2 separate regions of the Zea mays genome follow, and region 2 is linked to region 1. Evidence: chromatin contacts called from public Hi-C data. All regions are on one chromosome and are shown on one strand. The core of a region is the stretch at or near the end of the contact, and the rest is flanking DNA. Distances in the headings are between cores, read along the strand shown.

What was found. A called contact is a pair of places that touch in the nucleus more often than the background predicts.
Region 2: a contact with region 1 is called in a Hi-C map of bundle sheath, with 2.4 times the contacts expected there. The contact joins the promoter of LOC100273417 here to the promoter of LOC103636131 in region 1. A contact is called at or near these places in 6 of 25 Hi-C or Micro-C datasets (bundle sheath, ear, leaf and 2 more).

What each region holds. Positions count from the first base shown.
Region 1 is chr8:151,608,000-151,611,187 of Zm-B73-REFERENCE-NAM-5.0, forward strand. It overlaps LOC103636131 (zinc finger CCCH domain-containing protein 13), which reads right to left and starts at 1,602. Exons shown (of 5, transcript XM_008658490.3): 1 at 374-1,602. The coding sequence starts at 1,229.
Region 2 is chr8:152,116,054-152,119,241 of Zm-B73-REFERENCE-NAM-5.0, forward strand. LOC100273417 (V-type proton ATPase subunit E3) reads left to right here and starts at 1,459. Exons shown (of 6, transcript NM_001147854.1): 1 at 1,459-1,663. The coding sequence starts at 1,562.

The DNA.
Region 1 (3,188 bases), core at 352-2,851:
AATAGATCAGAACAAGAAATATGGTTTCAATTTTCATATAAATTTGCAACAAGATACCATGCTGTAAGCTATATATAATAAGCATAACAGAGTTTAATGTAGCAAAGGGAAACATGGATATTAAATCGTTCAGTGTGATAGAAAACAACGCAAAAGTAGGAAAACTATGAACTCCACAGGTTACAACCATTTCCAGCACATTTATTAATATATGCTAGAACTATTTAAAATAATGATAGCATCATGCAAAACTCTAAATGAAATCAGGATAAGAAAACTGTAACACATTGCAGTAGGAACATGACGTATAATCGTACATAGAGCAGGAATGCTATTGGTATTGTTGAGAACATGTAGAAAATGGGCTACTCACCATTGACATCTGTATCTCTCCTATATGAGTAGGCCTCCTGTTCCGTCCTACTCATCTTCAAGCCACTCTTCCTGCTCCCGCCATCCTCATACCTCTCGTGCTTGGAATCATGATCTTTCTTGTCCCACTCCCGCTCCTTCTGCCTATCACGCTCCCTCTCATGCTCCCTGTCCCGCTCTCGGTCCCTATCTTTCTCACGCTCCCGTTCTCTCTCCCTCTCCTTCTCTCGTGCTCTTTCCTTCTCACGCTCTCTATCCCTACTCCTTCCCCTATCTCGCTCCTTCTGCCGCTCCCATTCTTCCCCCCTTTCCCTTTCGTTCTCCCTATCTCTGTTATCCTTATAATGCCCGGTACTCTCCTTCCTCCCCACATCCTTCTGTTTCTCTGACCTCCGTTTCCCAGAGTCACTCTTAGACAGAACCTCCTCAGCCCTGTCATCCACAGCCACTGCTCGTCTGCTTGACCTCTTGGACTCATCCCCTGATCCCCTGGACCTGTCGGCCAGCTTCTCCACTTCAGCATGCCCAAAGGTCTCGCTCTTGGACCTCTTGTCGACCAGGTGATCGTCACAGACGCCACTGTTCCACCGGTCGCTGACCACATCAACCACGGCCTCCTCAACCCTCTCCTTCCTCTTCTTCCCGTGCTCAGCGTACCCGTTCCCTGATCTCACGGCCTCCTGTCCCGAGGACGAGCGGCGCCTCTCAGGCTCGGGATCTCTGGAAACCCTAGCCGCCGCGGCCTCCTCGCGCGCGCCGGCGACCGGAGCCGACTCCTCGCCATCTGACTCCGACCGGTCAGCGGACCCTCCTCGCCTGTGGGACCGGTGCGACCTGTGACGCGAGCTCCGAGGCATGGCGGGCCAACCCTAACTGAAAAACTACCAGCCCAGATGCGGAAGCTGGCGACGCGGGGCCCTTGAAGCCCTAGGGCGCGCGCGGATCTAGACAGACGTGGCGGCGGGGAGAGGGGACCGCGAGCGCGCTGGGGTACGGCGGCTAGGGTTTTGGTGGGGTGCGAGAACGGAGGGGAGGCGGTGGCGGCCGGGGATGAGAGACGACGAGTTCGTGGGTGGAGAAAATGGGGAAGGAAAATTGTTGGTTGATTTTCCGGCTTTGGATTTGGAGGGTTGCCGGGACGGGTTTAGTTGGGATTTGGTCCCGGCCTGGTGGTGGTTTGCTTCGCTGCGGTGCGGTGCGGCGCGGCCGAAGGGGCGCGCGGCCGGATTGGGCACGAGAGAAAGGAGTCGAGGCGCGCCGACGCGGGTGTCTTTCGGGCTGCGTTGAGCAGGTTCCAATTTTGGAAGGGAGTTCACCTCCTCCAAATTCAAGTGTCAAAATCAAATATGTAACGCAGGATGAGAATAGACTAATGGAATGTTTGTTTCATTTACTAATGATTAGTCGATGTTTGAATATAAATTATGAATATTAAATACGGTATAATTATAAAAATAGTTACGCAGATGAATAACACAAACGACGAGTCGAATTTATTAAGTCTAATTAATTTATAATTAAAAAATATTTAATATAGCATTACAGAATTTATTAAGTCTAATTAATTTATAATTAAAAAATATTTAATGTAGCATTACATTAGCGAATCGTGCAAATTTGTCTTAATGTTTAGTTATTATCTGTGTAATTAGTTTTATAATAATTAGATTATATTTAATATTTCTAACTAGTATTAAATATCTGATGTGATGGGACAGGTATTTAGTCAGGTGAATCTAAATGGGCCCTAAATGATCCTATTACATACACTTTGAGTCATGTCCCAATCTGCGATCTTTTTTGGACCTCGGCATATGTTTTACAAATTCTCATCTCGTTTGGTTCTTTCGTTCAAGAGGTTTGAAGCGCCCTAATCCTCTGGGACTCAAATATGATATAATTACTAGTTCTATGAGGTTAGTAAACACATTTATACATCAGATGATTCCAGATCTGCTTAAACGAGACAGACCTATAAAGGTGGCGATCAACTTTAAGAGTTGGTCCACAACTCGGGACATATCATCAGAGTGGGGCTGAAGCAGCCCGATATACGCAGTGAAGCAAATTAGCGGTCTAACAGCCACGGGCAAGGTTGGAACAGGCGTAACTCTTACCCGATCAGCGATTTCTTTCTCTGAAAAACAACAAATAAGCAAGGGTGAGTCACTACCGGAAACGGGCGCTTTGCCGAGTGCCCGAAGCACTCGGCAAAGCCTTAAAAACACTCGGCAACGTCTTTGCCGAGTGTGACACTCGGCAAAGAAGGCTCGGCAAACAGTGCATCGGCAAAGTCTTTTTTGTCGAGTACTTTTTCTCGGGCACTCGGCAAAGAAAAGCGGCCGTTACGGTGACGGGTGACGGAGACGGTGTCTTTGCCGAGTGTCTTTCCAGAAGCACTCGACAAAGAATATATCTTTGCCGAGTGCCCTCTAGGACACTCGGCAAAGAGCCCGCCAGGGAGGGTCCCCATGTCAGGCTATTTGCCGAGTGCTCTGTGCGGCACTCGGCAAAGCCGGCCTCTTTGCTGAGTGCCAGAGACATAACACTCGGCAAAGTCACTAAACCGGTGCCCAGGTTTTTGCTCTTTGCCGAGTGTTTTGACCCTGACACTCGGCAAAGCGCCTCTTTGTCGAGTGTTACACTCGGCAAAGTGACCAATATATACCTTTTTTATTTGTTTTTTGTATTCCATCCACACAAACAAAAGATATCACATATATATCACATATATACATCACAGATATCATCACAAACATAAATAGCCAACACAAACATACAACCGTCACCACAAACATAAATATCCATCACAAACA
Region 2 (3,188 bases), core at 209-2,708, 510 kb after region 1:
CCACAGCAGACGGCTAATACATAATCCCAAATACTTTTGAAACAACTAGTATCCTGTCTTTAGTTGGCATTTCGTCGAACATGTAAACTACATGCGGTAGAAAGCTAACAGTACAAGCAATAAGAACACGTATTTATTTCTTCCTGTGCCTCGCCGGCCGGTCAGCGTGCTCATTTGTCCCCATGTGGATCGACCATGGCCAGGTCAGCGTGCTCATTTGCACGGCCAGGACCCCAGGGGTTGCAAGACGACCGCGGGGCTAGAGGAGGCAACGTCGAGGACTACTTTGCGGAGGAGCCGGCGGCGCGGCAGGCCGTGTAAAAAGCGAAGGCGAGTAGGGGCGATTGGGGAGGATCTGTGACGCTCAAATTTGCGGGAGGGCAGGAAATGGATGAGGGAAGCAAAAAAAATGGGTATAGTTGTTGCACAAACGGTCGGCCCGGTTCCGCACGGCACGGGCCGGCCCGACGGATAATCAGGCCATGCCCGATCGGCCCGCGTGTCGCAGCTACGGTCCAATCACGGCATACCGGCCTAGTAGCTATGCTGGGCCGATCCGTTAACTTGTTCATGTTGTGTTGTTAAATCAGGAAAAATAGTAAAAAAAACTATACACAAGTGAGGTTTTAAACCCACGACCTCTCTACAAGGCTGAAAACGCTACATGAAGGAGACTAACATGTAAAACTTACATCTAGTGCATTTGTTGTAAAAATAGCAATTATAAAATCTAAATATATATACTATGTTTTATAAAATAAAAAATATAATCGTGTCGGACCGGACTGGCACTGCGGGCCGATGCAATGGCGTGCCGGGCCCGGTCTGGAACTATTAAATGAGTTGTGCTTTGGGCCGGTCCGTTAAACACGACCCATTTGGCCATCTATAAATATAAATATGGGGAGAAGAGGGAATGGTTGGAGGGCTCAAAATGTGTTTTTTCCTTAAAACGTTTTTGGGTTGGTTTAGGTGATTTCTTGGAGATACCCTAAGAGCATCTACAACAACGACCTATAAAAAAACTCTATAATTTAAAAATGAGTATAATTTATATAATTTAGGGCATCAACAAAACACACCGCTCTAACAGTAAAGCCTCAAATATAGATTATATGACAGCCCACTATAGTGTATTTGAGGCACTTGAGAATGTATCTTATAGTTTTTTGATCAAATTTTATGAAATGAGGCACTGTTGTAGTTATTTTTTCAGTGTAAAACTCTATATTTTAATTTAAGACATTAGCTTGAGATATTGTTGGAGATACTCTGATGTAAAAAACTGGTCAGACAATGACCGGAAGCAATGATAAAGATCACGGAACCATGGACCGGGTTCACGAAATAATGGTATCACATACAGACAGGCAGCGGCAACCAACCCGATCACGTTGCCCCCGCGCGGCTAGACGCCTAGACTAGCCCCACGACCTCCACCTCGACCAGTCTCGATCCCGTGGACTCCCGATTGCCTCCTCAGCAACTTCCATACCCCCAGCGCGGCGGTGCCGGAGCGAGCAGAGCAGCCGGAGGGCCTGTCGGATCCGCCGCCGTCAAGATGAATGACGCCGATGTATCCAAGCAGATCCAGCAGATGGTGCGGTTCATCCGCCAGGAGGCCGACGAGAAGGCCAACGAGATCTCCGTCTCCGCCGAGGAGGTCAGTTTACCCTGCCTGCCGCTTCCTCACCCTCCTAGAAGCTTCCAGAAGCTTCTAGATGCTTGTCTCTGTACTCTCAGCTGCCCGATCTGGCTGACGCGCTCCATGATCCCGAAGCATCTGGGAGAGCCGGCTTTAGCTGCTCGATTGTTTTAACGCTTGGTGCTTCGCTTATTGTGTACGAGATCCGTAGTCCCAAGCGACAAAGGCCCCCAGTTCCGAGGCAGATCGAGGAGAGTTTGGAGTTGGGTTAGCGGCTCTAGGGCTTTGGGCTTGTTACGCTCATGGTGGGTGGTGAACATTGTAGAGAGTTCTAGATCGCGGAGGTTTTGTGCCTCCAACCCTCCACGCTTTTGAGTTGGTATTCACGCCATTCTCTACCGACTGGCATAATTCTAGGGCTCCTGTATAACTGTAGTCAGACGAGGTATGTTTTCGGAGCTCACAAATGGTTCACATGCTTCCTGAATGTTCTGGAAACAAAATTGGAGCTTAAGCTGAATTGGGAACTCCTAAGACGTGATTCTCATCCTTCATCTAGAAGCTAAATGATCTTAAGCTGAATCACTCCATTTCTCCTCTTGATTAATTCTATGTCATTCCCTTCAAAGGGAACGTCTCATGCTTGGATGCCCAATTTGTCTTCTGGCTTGGTTCTAGGAGTTATGCTTCAAAAGTTCAAATAGCTTTCTGAAAATAAGAGTGTAACCCCTGATATCAAAAGTTCAAACAACTAATCACAACTTCTGTATGTCCGGTACCTAATTACCTAAGCCATTAACCATGTATCACTTTTTAAGGTGTCTTCTATTTTCTCGTTGTAGTGTAGACATTGAAGTAACTGTACTGGAAGATGCGATCTGATCGATACCAATTTTGGTTGGTTGCTTGATGAATTGCTAGTGTGCTAGACACTGGACGACAAATTTACTTGTTGGAGGGCTTCTACAATCATGCATATTCATGTATTTTCCTTTTTGTCTTTGCTGCCAACTTATGAACACAGTGTACCAATTAAATTCAATGTATGAGATCACATGCGTGTATGATTAATATACTGATTCTGCTACAGTGTAGTAGAATATGATGGACCATTATGTTCAACCTCCATTGGTAGAATACACCTGCCAAACATTCAAAATCTTGACTAATAATATGTATAAACTATAAAGATTACCTATTTACTTGTGTGAAAAACACATTGCTAGACCTATCTTTTAAAAAATGCTTCCATAAAAGTACATTTGTTATTGTAGATCGGCATGAAAAAAGTAGCATGCACAGTTTAGTCTTGAAGAATGAAGATCATAAAAAACTAAACAATACAAGAAAACATTCACTTTGTGTGCTATATTTGGGTTGAGGAAATAGTAGTGTGTTCCCTGGGGCCTGGATATACATGTGCTGCCTTAATGTTTGATTTCATGAAAATAGTCATGTATTGAAGTCTTTGCACAATATATACACCTCTTTTCGTTGCTATTTCCACACCCAACTTTTGCCTGATTATTCATGTTTATGCATT